3 separate regions of the Mus musculus genome follow, and regions 1 and 3 are each linked to region 2. Evidence: chromatin contacts called from public Hi-C and promoter capture Hi-C data. All regions are on one chromosome and are shown on one strand. The core of a region is the stretch at or near the end of the contact, and the rest is flanking DNA. Distances in the headings are between cores, read along the strand shown.

The links. Promoter capture Hi-C pulls out the DNA fragments that hold promoters and counts their contacts. Hi-C and Micro-C count contacts between places; a contact is called where the count stands out from the background.
Region 1: a contact with region 2 is called in a promoter capture Hi-C map of hippocampal neurons, with 5 times the contacts expected there. The contact joins the enhancer-like site here to the promoter of 4933402D24Rik in region 2. A contact is called at or near these places in 4 of 39 promoter capture datasets (the 3T3-L1 cell line, hippocampal neurons and liver), 1 of 15 datasets of contacts at CTCF or cohesin (pro-B cells), 5 of 484 Hi-C or Micro-C datasets (brain, cerebral cortex, cortical neurons and 1 more) and 5 of 115 datasets of contacts at active chromatin or transcription factors (the NIH/3T3 cell line, cardiomyocytes, differentiating embryonic stem cells and 2 more).
Region 3: a contact with region 2 is called in a Hi-C map of cortical neurons. The contact joins the enhancer-like site here to the promoter of 4933402D24Rik in region 2. A contact is called at or near these places in 5 of 39 promoter capture datasets (the 3T3-L1 cell line, hematopoietic stem and progenitor cells, hippocampal neurons and 1 more), 6 of 484 Hi-C or Micro-C datasets (cortical neurons, cumulus cells, granulosa cells and 3 more), 5 of 115 datasets of contacts at active chromatin or transcription factors (astrocytes, differentiating embryonic stem cells, pancreatic cancer cells and 2 more) and 2 of 9 other capture datasets (adipose tissue and macrophages).

Annotation. Positions count from the first base shown.
Region 1 is chr1:63,992,870-63,996,928 of GRCm38.p6, forward strand. No RefSeq gene overlaps it. Among named protein-coding and RNA genes, the nearest start is that of Gm13749, 30 kb to the left of the region's middle. RefSeq lists an enhancer at 425-3,703. Within about 2 kb of position 1,947, at least 114 of the 459 cell types and tissues checked have an H3K27ac peak or open chromatin away from gene starts, as enhancers often do. A contact at or near this core is called in brain, cerebral cortex, cortical neurons and 3 more, where this site is marked.
Region 2 is chr1:63,767,516-63,771,403 of GRCm38.p6, forward strand. It overlaps 4933402D24Rik (RIKEN cDNA 4933402D24 gene), which reads right to left and starts at 1,752. Exons shown (of 3, transcript NM_001256158.1): 1 at 1,666-1,752; 2 at 870-1,027. The coding sequence starts at 1,690.
Region 3 is chr1:63,916,504-63,920,815 of GRCm38.p6, forward strand. It overlaps the pseudogene Gm13754. Among named protein-coding and RNA genes, the nearest start is that of Gm13749, 46 kb to the right of the region's middle. Within about 2 kb of position 1,913, at least 9 of the 459 cell types and tissues checked have an H3K27ac peak or open chromatin away from gene starts, as enhancers often do. A contact at or near this core is called in cortical neurons, where this site is marked.

The sequences.
Region 1 (4,059 bases), core at 697-3,196, 230 kb after region 2:
GTACACATTTACAGAAACACTCTCATAAGCATCTCTCTCTGTGAGGTGACTCAGATTCTAGTCAAGTTGACAATGAATACTAACCATTGCATGCACAATATGGCTAGACAACTGAAAAGACATAAGTGTGGGAAAGAAGGCTGTTCAGCTAACATTAGCTAAGTACTAATTATATTTCATACTTTGCAAATGTGTACCGTACAAATAACATGACGGAGCCCTCACAATAAATTTTCAAGTTAGGATTCATCATATCCTTTCTTTATAAATGTGAAAGAGCTAAGGCAGCAAAGAGGTTAAATAAATTGGTCAAGATTCAAAACCTGCACATGCTATGATTTGACTCTAAGTCAAAGACCAATCCTTGCACAATAAGAAATAAAACTCTTCTATTGTGTCTTCCCCCTTTTTTAGTTAATTTTGGTTCCTACAGCACATTGGCGTTAGACGGAGCACACTCCTTCCAACGTTACTTTGTGACATTTGCTTGTGAGAGTTGTAGCCAGTCAATACTACCCTCATTGTCCCTGGCATAAAGCACAGTCATGGTGGCCTTGCGAATGAAGTTTCAGGAGCTTTGATTCAATTCCATTAACCAATCTTGAGAGGGGCTGGGACAAGGGGACATTAGAACCAGCCTCCCAGTGGAGTGAGCAGCTCACCTGTAAAGGAGCCTGCCCTGAGAGGTCTAGGAACTTTGATGAAAATTTTAAGGATGTAGGTAGAAAATGAATGGCAAAAACGTCCCCATCCCCCTACCCCAAGAAAGTGCCTTTAGTAAGCTAGGCCTTAACCCCTGTTCCTGTTTATGCCTCGCAGGTAAGCTTCAGGGGGTTAGGGTGGGTGGATTACTCCCTAGCAATGCCGGGAAGTCCGTCTACAAGCCAATTAGAACACACCCAGATTTGCCAGGAAAGCATTTGCCTCACTTGACTTTATTGGTTTCATAAAACAAGTGAAAGAAATCAGCAAGCTCACCATCCTAGCCAAGATGAAAGGCCAACCGGAGGCCACACAGGCTCCTGGCTGCAACCCTTCTCCTAGCATGCTATCCTGATCTGTACAGCAAGCACCATGTGGTCTCAGGAACACATCAGCTTCCATGTGATGGGAGATCTCCGATTTAGTCTCAGCACCCCTGAGTGTGTGCCCTGCATCTTGGAGAACTCACACTGTTTTTCTGAGCCTCGGCATCTTTGTCTGTCAATTTCAGGTGAGGTCACTTTATACAAGCTTGGATGTACATAATTTAAAACCTTAAAGGAAGCCAAATACTTATATGCAGAGGATCATCTTCATTCTGCCTTCACTCCCTACATTACCTTCTGGGGTTGGTGTTTAAGCCTAAACATAAATTATCTTTGCTGTTATTGACTCTCCATTGCAAGCAGTGAAGAGAGAGAGGAAGAAAGGCGAGGGAGAGAGAGAGAGAACATGTGTCCCTCGCTTGCCTTTTCTTTCTTTCTTTGTCACTTCTCAAGGTTTCTGGGAAAGGAGCAAATAGAACAGAGTGCTCTTGTCCAGCCCCTTACCCCTCCCCCTGGCCGGAGATGGACACTTTCTACTACTCCCTCTTGTCCCCTCCCCCATCCTCATCAGAGCAGTCAGGGATGTGAAAGCCCTGTGAGTAATTCCAGGGTTTGCCTGACCTTCGCCAGACAGAAACAGTGTGTGGTTCACGGTCTTTTCTGGGGTCCACAACGGGCTTTTCTGGGGTCCACCACGGGCTTTTCTGGGGCCCACCACGGGCTTTTCTGAACCTGTCCTCAGAGGCAACCTGGCAAATCAGCCTAATGGGCTGATGTGGTTCAAGACTGAGAGTGGAATCGACCCTCCTCCCTGAAAAAAAATTATAAAAAACTGTCTTTATCCCACACTGTGTTCAGTGCCCCAAACAATTACTGATGGTAATTAGCCGTCCAGAACAACAAGCACATTATATCTTGCTCAGCTGTGCTGCCATGGCTCGCGAGCAAAGGGCATTGTGTCTGAGCACAGTCGCTGTGATTTGAAAATCTCCCATGTGGACTCTGGGAAACACGACCCTTGCCGCTTCCCTCTAACCTGGAGAACCAACCCCTGGTTATTAAGCTGGAGTTTCCTTTGGGGCAGAGTTCAAAAGAGAGGCATGAGAACTTGCGCTCCAGAAAACTGTCCGTTTGTTTGAAATTTCTGACAGTCCTGCTGCTTGGTGGGGTATTTTAGCACAGGCTGGTTCTCCTGCATGCGCATCTTGGGTTGTAAGGCTTCCCACGGCCTTGATGCTGTCAATATTGGAACAGGAGCAGGGAACACACACACACACACACACACACACACTACCATGAGTCGGGGAAGCGAAAGGGTGAGAAGTTACCACTCTTTAAACCACAGGAGGGGTTGGAAAGCCAACTTACCAAAATAGCAGTTCAAAAAAAATTTTTTTGAAAAACAAATTCACCACCAAACAGTTTCTCCTGCTCCATTTATTTCAACTAGTGTGGTATTAATAGAACGCCTAACAGCAGGGAGCAGGGAAATAAATGTATTCTCACTCACAAGGGAATGACTAAATGACTCACAAATGCAAAAATAAATAAATGGCTTCCCGTGAAAATCTGAAACTGTATTACCCCAACCGAAACAACGAAGCTTTTTAACTATAACCTAACGTGCTAAATCCGATCAGTTTTATTTGAGGCCATAGATAGATCGAGCGATCAATCTCCATTATCCCCGGTTCCTTTTCATCTTCATAGTGCTATTTTTCTTCCTTCAAGACATTTCAGTTCATTTCCTCAAGCCTTCCTCAGTTTAATGGCTGATTTTCCCACCAGGAAAAAAATCTCACTTCCTCTACAGGAAACAAAGGAAACAACCAAGAAGGAAGCTTTAGAAAGATAAGTCTCAAGACTATTCAGTGAGGAGGAAGCCATTCGGGGTGAGAGGAAGATAACAGGTAGATAAATACTGTGTACCCCAGCTTCTCTCAAACCTTCTGTTAAATGTTAACAGGTGCTGCCTCCTGACACTATAAAAAGATCAACTTTTTGTCTCCTGTATAATTTGTGAACAGGTAGGCCCCGGAGGGCCTGAATGAGGTCATGCCAATTAACTCACCGGTTCCTGCAATCAGAGTGATAATGACATCCTTAGCAACCACGCTATCTATGGCACCGCCCACTGCTGTGAAAACCCTCTTCATCTAAGCAGGTTGGAGGGTGCCTGGCCAGAGCTGTGATCTCAGACCCTGCAGGCTGAGAATTACACTCACCTCCCCCACCCTCCACCCCAGTGATTCCCAGACACTCCTTCCCTAACCCAAAAGAGGAATGAGGAAATCAAATCAAATCAAAACAAACAAAAACAAACAAAATAAACTTTCTCCATCCACAAAAGCTGAGGACCGGGACTTTCCCCAGAGTCCACAGCTACTATGAGCTGCCTCATCAGAACCATCTTAGAGGAATTAATGATTGCTTGAGCCCCATCCAGCCTGCCTGGACTGTACATACTTACCCCTTGCTTTAAAAATCCTTGTAACTGGGCTGCCTTTGCTAATGGACCCTCACAGCTACTTCGTGGGACGAGATTTGATATGCCGAAGGCAGTAGAACAGAAGGCAATGTCCAAGACTAAAAGTACTTTTAAAATTCAGCTTCCTGGGACACACTGACTATATATGACAACCAGGACAGCAACCAAGAATACATCCCGCAAGTGGGCAAACTTACTTCAACAAACTTAAGCTCTAAACATTTCAGTTTGAGTCAACATTTATTATATGAACCCCCTCCCACCTGCCCCTTGGTATATTAGCTATTTGGGGAAACTTAATGAAAAAAAAGTGAGGCAAATCAGTATATCCTTACTTTCAAGGAAGTTCAAATCTATCTGGGAAAAGGGCAGGAGAAAAGAAAGGAGGAAGAGGTGAGAAGAGAGAGACAATACCCCAAAACAATAATGTGAGTTAAATGGGAAAGTAGTCTTTAGTGTGTGGAGTTCTCATGGATATAGAGGGATGTAGTTAAAACACCTGATCAGGACATTTAAATAGGTATTACAATGAGAAGCAAGGAG
Region 2 (3,888 bases), core at 502-3,001:
CCACTGATTTTTAAGCATTTCCCTTAAAGTTTAAGTAAACAAAACATCCAACTCTGAGAACCATCTTACCCATTTACAGGTGAAGACACCAAGACTCCCACTTTACTATGCCACATAACTCTGAGGAAGTTATTTAAATTCCTAGCTACTACATTCCACATATTATATATATTATAGTCTTGTAGCAATCAGAAGCCAGTTGTTTTCAAGAAAAAGTCTTAATGTTCTTATTTTTATAATAGAATATGAGAGAACTAGCACATTATAAATGGGTGGCCATTTTCATTTTGAAGTGAGTTTTACCTTGGATGAGAAAGGTTGTTTGTCTTTTCTTTCTGTATGTTGATCTATGGGGAGTCAAGGATAGCAGTGCTGTTGGGCCAAGGATGAGGACACCCAGTTTGTAGGCTCTACCTCTACCATGTGAATGGTCCAGACCTTGGTTTTTTCCACTCTATGAAAGATGAAGCTGGAGTAGATAATTTCTAAGACAGGACGTGCTTCCACCTTTAAAAATTCTCAACATAAGCTGCAATTCTCCAACCCATCATCCTAAACCAGGCTTTAAACTTCTGGATGAATAGGCTTCCATCCCAGGACCAAGAATATGCAGTTCCTCTTAAATCAAACTCAACATTAAATTGCACTGCAAACAAAAAGTTTCACACGGTTTGAATGTTGCTGTGTAGAATTTAATGAGCTCCATATGCCTGACCTCTGGAAGGAAATGATGTTGGGAACTGTAGCTGGGGAAGAGGCTAAGGGCATCAGCATCTGCTGTGAGTTACTTGGAGGGAAGGGAACCGACCGCATTTTTGTATCACTGCCAAGCTGGAGAGGTGGAAACGCTTTGCAATCTGTGCGCTCACCTTCTGAGAGCGGGCTGACAGTTTTCCAATGTTTTCCTTGCTCTTCGGGAAGTTGTGGAGGACAGCAGATTCTAACTTCCTTTCTGTAGCTGCAGCAAACATCTCAAGTCTGCGGGGGCAATTGGGTTTCAGGTCCGTGCTGAAGAGAGCAGGCTGTCCTAGGAGACACATGAATGATGTGACTGACCACTAGACTTGTTTGAAAGAATCTGCTATCCCTGCTGGGCCCTTCCTAAAACCCGGGTCTGATAACAGCATCCTTTCTCCTTATTAATATATATACATACATCCTCTCTGCTATACACAGACTGTCAAATTGGACCTGGATGCACTTTGGAAAGGTTCTTTGGTCTTCTATCTTTACCCTCTTGTGCCCCATCTACGGACCCCTCAACAGCATTCAGGTTTCATCTCTCTGGACTTTCTAAGTGCTTTCTCCTCTGCGGTGTCCCTACCATCTGTTTATCACGCAGGATGCTCCTGCACCACACAACTCATTGACCACTTTGCAGGATGCGTCTCCATTCTCCCCTTTGCCCTCTGTGCTTTGTCTTTTCTGTCTCATAACCCTGTTGGAGTGAGGAGGGGGCTGTGCAGTCTGCTCCCAGTCAGTTGGAAAGGTTTTTGTGAATGAGACCTTGTGGGCTCCTTTCCTTTATTTTCTGGGGGCAGAAAACAATCTAATTTCAGTAAATGTTGGTTAAATGAAGACAGGAAAGAAGGAAGCTAGGGCCAGAAATTCTTCAGGGCAACGCAAGAGCCTGTCTCTTAAGGCTTCTTGGATTCCTCTGGTTACCTCGTCTAAAATAATTCATGTCCATCAGCTGTTCTGCGGCACATCCTTTCTGAAGACTATTGTCTAATGGTAGGAGACAGTTAGTGTTCTACTGACCATAGGGGGTTGCTATGAAACAGAACAGAACAGAGAGCATCAGCAGATTCCTCATCTTCTCACAATGCTGCTGTGTGCCCTGTACAGACGACACCGAAAGACTCTTCTCTTAGAGATGTGCTGCACAAAGTCATTTTCTGTGTCACTCGTTGCAAACAGACAGTTCTCTCCAATTGGAGAGGCAACCATTTATGTCTTTTGTCATAGAGTAGGATTCCATTCATATTTTTGTTCCTACATTCATTTCAGAGGGTTTCTCAAGACCTGAACTATTTTTTGGCAAACTATCACTTTTCTTCCTGGTACTAGACTCAGAGAATAAAGGCCATTTATGCTTTTTTTTTTTAATTATTAAGAGTTGTATCAAAATTGAAAATCAGAATTCTGCGTTGTCATATTTTCATGAGACATGGCAGTATTCAAACACATTGTCTCATGTGATTTTTGCAACAGACTTGTGACATGAACGAGGCAAATATCAGAGGTAGAAAAATCAGAGGTAGAAGGTGACATGATACTGTGGGTGGGTGACTCCCCTCTCAATCCCAGTCATCTTAAGTGAGGAGGACCACTAGCCGTGCAGAACAGCATGGTTTGGGTTACCTTTGCAAGTGTTTAAATCCCGAGTCAGGCAAACCATGTTGGGTGCTGCCTGCTTCCCGTTGTCATGTTCTTCATGCGTGATAGGATTGAGGGAGGAAAACAAGAAGGACTGACCATTCTTTTAGTGACCGTTTTAATGTAGAATCACAGCTGAATTTACTTGGAGGGGGGAGGCCGGTTGTAAGATTATTGTTTTTCTTCTTTTTGTTTTAAACTGAGACTATCTGTCCCCTTTCATCATTTTCAGAGAACTGCTAGGGCAGACGTTGGGAAGGAATATAGCAAGTCCATTTGTTAGAATACCTGGACCCTCCTCAGAAAAGGTGAGGGTGATCAGTATGTTAAGAGCTCAGTTAAAAACAGGGAACATTAAAAGCAGGTAAACTGGGGGTTCCCTGTGAACACGTGCCTTCGTTAGAAAAATGGAATTTGAGGCTCTAAAACACAGCCTGTTTCCAAGTAATTGCTGAGTTCCCCCAAATCTTGTTTAACATATTGCTGGGATAATGCATATGAGATGGTTAAAAATGGAAGGGAGAAAAAAAAATTCCCCAACACCCTTAGAGGAATTTGCAATTCATAAAGTTACTGCCAATTTTGCATTATAGTTGCCATGGCAGCCGTGCTAGGCTGCTGCTCAAACATTCCTCAGAAGGGGAAGGAATAGTATATAATAAGCTCTTCAAGTGTAATTTTTTATTGTAGTTGAATTAGTGTGTAATTCTCGTGTGAGCAGCCCAGTAATCCGTGAATGCGCACTCTAGCAACGATGCCGATTTCTTATCTCTGCGTGCTTATGCAATCTATGAAAAAGTTGCTGCCTGCTCCCAGTGCTTGCTAATTAATTATTAAAAAATAACAAAAAAAGCATTAGTGGCAATTAATTAATTACAAAAGCAAAAGCACAAACAATAAAAACAGCATTTTGAACATGACTCCAAGGGCCTGGCCAGCTTGTTAAATGGAACTGCTTTCAGCCAAGCTTCAAGGCTGAGTTTTGTGTCTCACCCTGCTCCTTCCATGTTTGCGAAGTAGCCATCAGAGCCAGTTGTTAGACCAAAATAATGCTTTATTTTTGTCGTCTACATAGGGAGCGTTTTTGAAAAAAAAAAACCTAAATTTTCTTTGCTCAGCTTCTGGGGAGTGAGTCTAACAGGTTGCACCATCCAGGTCTGAAACAAAGGCAGTTTTGGCTTCAGTGCCCTATACCCCAGGCCTGTATTTCACTGAGGGAGAGACACTGTAGACAAGTCATTTTTATTAGTTTGTTTTGCATTGTGACAAAGTAGCTAAGGATGGGTAGTTTAGAAAGAAACCAGGTTTATTTAGCCATAGTTTTAAAAACTGAAATCCTAAACAACACAGTGGCAGCCCTGGAGTGGCACCTCTGGCTACATTGCAACATGGCAGTGGCTATCACGTGGAAAGGACATGTAAATGGGAAAACTCACATAGTGAGACAGGAAGCCAAAGAGAAGGAAGGGCTGGGCTCTCTGACGATTATCTTATAGACCCATATTCATC
Region 3 (4,312 bases), core at 663-3,162, 150 kb after region 2:
GTTTGAATGAGAGTGGTCCCAGCGTCTCATATATGTGACCTGGTTGGTGGAACGGTTTGAGAACGATTAAAGACCACTCCAGTTGGCTCACTTCCTGCCTCATGCTTATTGTCTAAACATGTAAGCTCTCAGTTACTGCTCAGCACCATGCCTGCCTGCTTGCTTCCATAATGGTCATGGACTCGCCCTCTGAAACTGTAAGTAGGTGCCCAATTAAATGTTTTCTTTTAAAAGTTGCCTTGGTCACAATAGCTCATCATAGAAAAAAAAACCCAAGACATTTATTAATAAGTGAAAGACGCCAACCTGAAAAGGCTGTACAGTGTGACCACAGCTATATAATACTCTGGAAAAGGTAGGACTACGCAGATTGGGTGGTTGTTACCATGGGTTTGAAAATGGAAGAACGGATGAGCAGAGCCCAGAGGTCAGTTAGGCCACTAAAATTAATACTAGACTGGCTTATATGGACCATCAACTGTCTGTCAAATTCCATAGACTATACATCACTAGGAATGAATCCTACATGACTCGGGGTGATGATGTCTCAATGTGTTGTCATTGTTTGCATCTGCCGCACAGGGATTAGTTCTCACCAGGCGATTACAGTTGTGGTTAATATTAGAGTCTCTTCAGGCAGCTTGCCAGGGTTCAGTTCTAATAACACTTTCCCTGTGATCTGGTTTCTTCATCTCTGAAATAGAGATAAAGAGAATTCTGTCTCAACATTTTAGAGGGGAGTAAATGAGATTTAAATTACGTAGAATAGTGTCTGTCTCGTAAAAAGTTTCAGCTCAATAAATCCTAGCTATTACATCTTTTACAAACTTACACGCACTTTTATCTACAGTGCCTTATTGAGTTATTCTAGCCTCCCTGCTAGGCTGACATGATTGCCTTCATTCTGTAGACAAAGAAATCACATCTCCCAGTGGCTAAATACTTTCCCACAGTATCATAGTAGGTAAACCACAGAGTTATTTCAAAACTGGCTTTGGGACTTCAAATCCTGTGTGCACTGCCTTCTATGACCTTTGAAATTTTATTTATATTTTAACTGTGTTGTGTGTGTGTGTGTGTGTGTGTGTGTGTGTGTGTGTGAAGTGCTCAGGGAAACCAGAAGAGGGTATCACATTGTCTAGCAGTGGAGTTACAAGGAAACTCTGAGCTATCTGACATGAGTGCTGGCAACTGAATTCTGGTCTTTTGCAAGAGAATTAAATACTTCTAACCTTATAGCCATCTCTCCATCCCTTTTGTGACCCGTTAAATCATCCTTCTATTCTTCAGGATGTCCTGATGCCTTCACTATTTTATGTCTTTCTTTCCATTCCAGATCCCCCAGCACAGCACAGACAAGAGCTTGTCAGTCCACAGAGGAGCCTAGAGACCTATTCCCATGACAGATACCATCCCATGGGGAGCTGAGTTAGGACACACAGTATGAAGGATGGTGTTGCTGGTGGTCACAGCCTGTTTTAGGATATACCAGGGATGGCGTACTGTTAATGTTAATACTCACAAAGCAGATTGGCTCAGACTGTGAGGTGAAGGCTTGCTAAGTTGAAGGAGCTTCCGAACACCTCCTCCACCATTAGCACCACCATGGAAGCTACAGAAGCTGGTAATGTGAAATAAAAAGACAAATTAATAGCACAAAGAAGGGGGAAGGGGGCAGCCTCATGAGCCTCCTGTGAACTGGGACCGTAATTAACACTTCTATGGCTTTGTCTTATCCTTAGGAAGGTTTGAGAAGCACAGGGTTGATGGTTGTGTGAGTGTGAGGCACAAGGAGTTGTGTTTGGCTGAAAATGTAGGGTTTTTTTTTTCTTGCTGGATTCGTGGGCTCAGCAGTAGCTCTCTGAGGGAAAAGCCTTTTGCAGAGAAGCATTTATAATGCGATGAAGATGCTCAGTGGCTTCCAAAAGTAGGTAGTGAAAAAATAGCTCTTGTGTGTAAGTCTGTGTGATACCAGATACCACACTCGGGTTTTTTAAGGTGTAAACTTCTAAAACTAGAGTGGCTACGTTCAAGGAGATACACATCTAAATGTCGTAGATAAATGGACAAATTGCCTTGAAAATAGGCGTTACCAATTTGTACTCTCCACACTTGAGGATAGAGTATCATTTTTCCAGAATTTTTTTTTTCAGAATGCCAGGAAGAATTTGAGCCTTCCTTCCTCTGTAAAAGTTAACCTCAAAGAACTGTTGGCTCCCTGGCTTTGAAGATGATGTCAGGGGACCCCTGAGGATCTGCTGTAATGGTCAATGTTGACAATTTGACAAGAGCTGCATCACCTGTAAGGGGTTATTTAAATTAGGTTTGTCTCTGGGCATGCCTGTGAGGGACTGTCTTGATTGGGTTATTAAGGTGGGAGGCTCCACTTTAAAGGAACACTTGGGTACCAGACTGCAGGGAACAGGATCTAGCTAAGCGCACACTTTCATCACCCTCTTCTTCCTGATTCTGGACACAATGTAGCCAGATACCAAGTTCCAACCTTCAGTACTTCTCCATCACAATAGAATGTACTTTCAGACTGTGAGCTGAACTTAGTCCTTTATCCTTCAAACTGCATTTGTCAGAGGATTGTTATCACAGTGGCAGACAGTAATGCAGGCAGCCTGTTTCCATGTAGGAGCACACCTGGCTTGGATATTCGCTGACCATGTGACCTTGATGTAGCCATTTAGCTCCTCCTCCTCCTTCTCCTCCTCCTCTTCCTCCTCCTCTTCCCCTCTCCCTTCTTCCCCTTCTCCCCCCCTCCTCCTCTTCCTCCTCCTCCCCTCCTCCCCCCTCCTACTATGGTAATGATAAGGTTGGCTGCATTATCACTGATTAGTCAATAAGTGAATATACCCCTGCCTCTTCCAGGTGCTGCTATTTATAGCTTTATTTAGACTTAAGCTATCTGCATCACAGGTGTTTATGTTACCTATGTCATTGAAATTGTCTTTTGTTAAGTATTTACTATGGTATTAACAACTTTTCTGCATAGTCTGCATGTCAATTCAGACTCAAATTTTAAAAATAATTTTTTTTCTCCAAGTAACTGTTATTTCCTGCAATTCAACAACTACATAGAAATTCAGGTGTCTTGAGGCCTGAGAGATGTCGTTGGCTACCTGAATATGTCTTAGTTTTTTTCACTACATTTCCTCTTGTGGAACCCAAGTTATGGATTTATTGGTCACAGTATAATATCCCTTCAAAGACTGATAAATATGATTTATAATTAAATCAGCATCTACTCAGGTCTATTAAGTTAAATCAAAATTATTATCATGTGCTTGACTTAGAAACTTCAGTAAGCATATTCTGGGAAGGGCATACATGGGTGTTAACTAATCTTATAACATTAACAATGGATGCTTTGGTGTACTAGTCTCCTTCTCGTTACTGTAATGAAATATCCTAAGCAGGTGAACTATATAAAGAAAGGGGGTTTAACTAACTCGTAGTGTGGGAAGCTGAAAGTCCAAACAGTATGTGTCAGCCTCTGGTGAGGACCATCCACCTCAGCTACGTCATCTCCTGGTGAATGGCAATGACATCATCAATCAGGAAGCCAAAGGGAACTGCAGGGGCCAGGCTTAAAACCTTACCCTATTTCGCTCTCAAGAATAGTCACTCCAGTAGAACCAATATTACTTGTGATACAGGAATCTAAATGACCTAAGGACCCACCACCACTACACATGCCTCTTCCAGGCTTTGTATACCCTACATTGCTATACTAGGTAGGGATCAAGTCAAATGAACTGTTAGGACACAGAGAATGTCCAACCAGGGCTCTTTGGCTGCTAAGAGAATCCCGCAAAACAAGCCTGGCCTAAAACCACAACTGTGTGAAACATGAGGGTTAATTCTGATGGCTGTGTGCAAGACATGCACAGTGCAGTTTCTGACATGTCACTGGTAGATTATCAAAACTGTTCATTCTCAACTGCTCGTTTGCAAAGGTCAGTGGGGGTGTCCTAAGAGTCAGTACCCCAGGAGGTCTTGAAAGGAAGTGAGAGGGAGGAGGCAATATGCCATTGCTTTGTTTTTTCTGTTTTGTTTGTCCAAAAGCCTTCTGCAGTCTAGAGCAGAGTCTTAGTGGAAAAAAGCAGCTATCTCAATTGGGGGCAATCAAGCAATCTGCCTAGTGACAGCTCTGTCCTTTGGGTTGTTTCAGATCTATCAGTGGATAAGCCAGGTCAGCGAGAAGCATGCAGGAGTGCTGACGCAGCATTTCCTGGGAATGACCTGTGAGACCTGGCCCATGCACTACGTGAAGGTGAGTGCAGAGGCTGAGCCCGACTGTGCT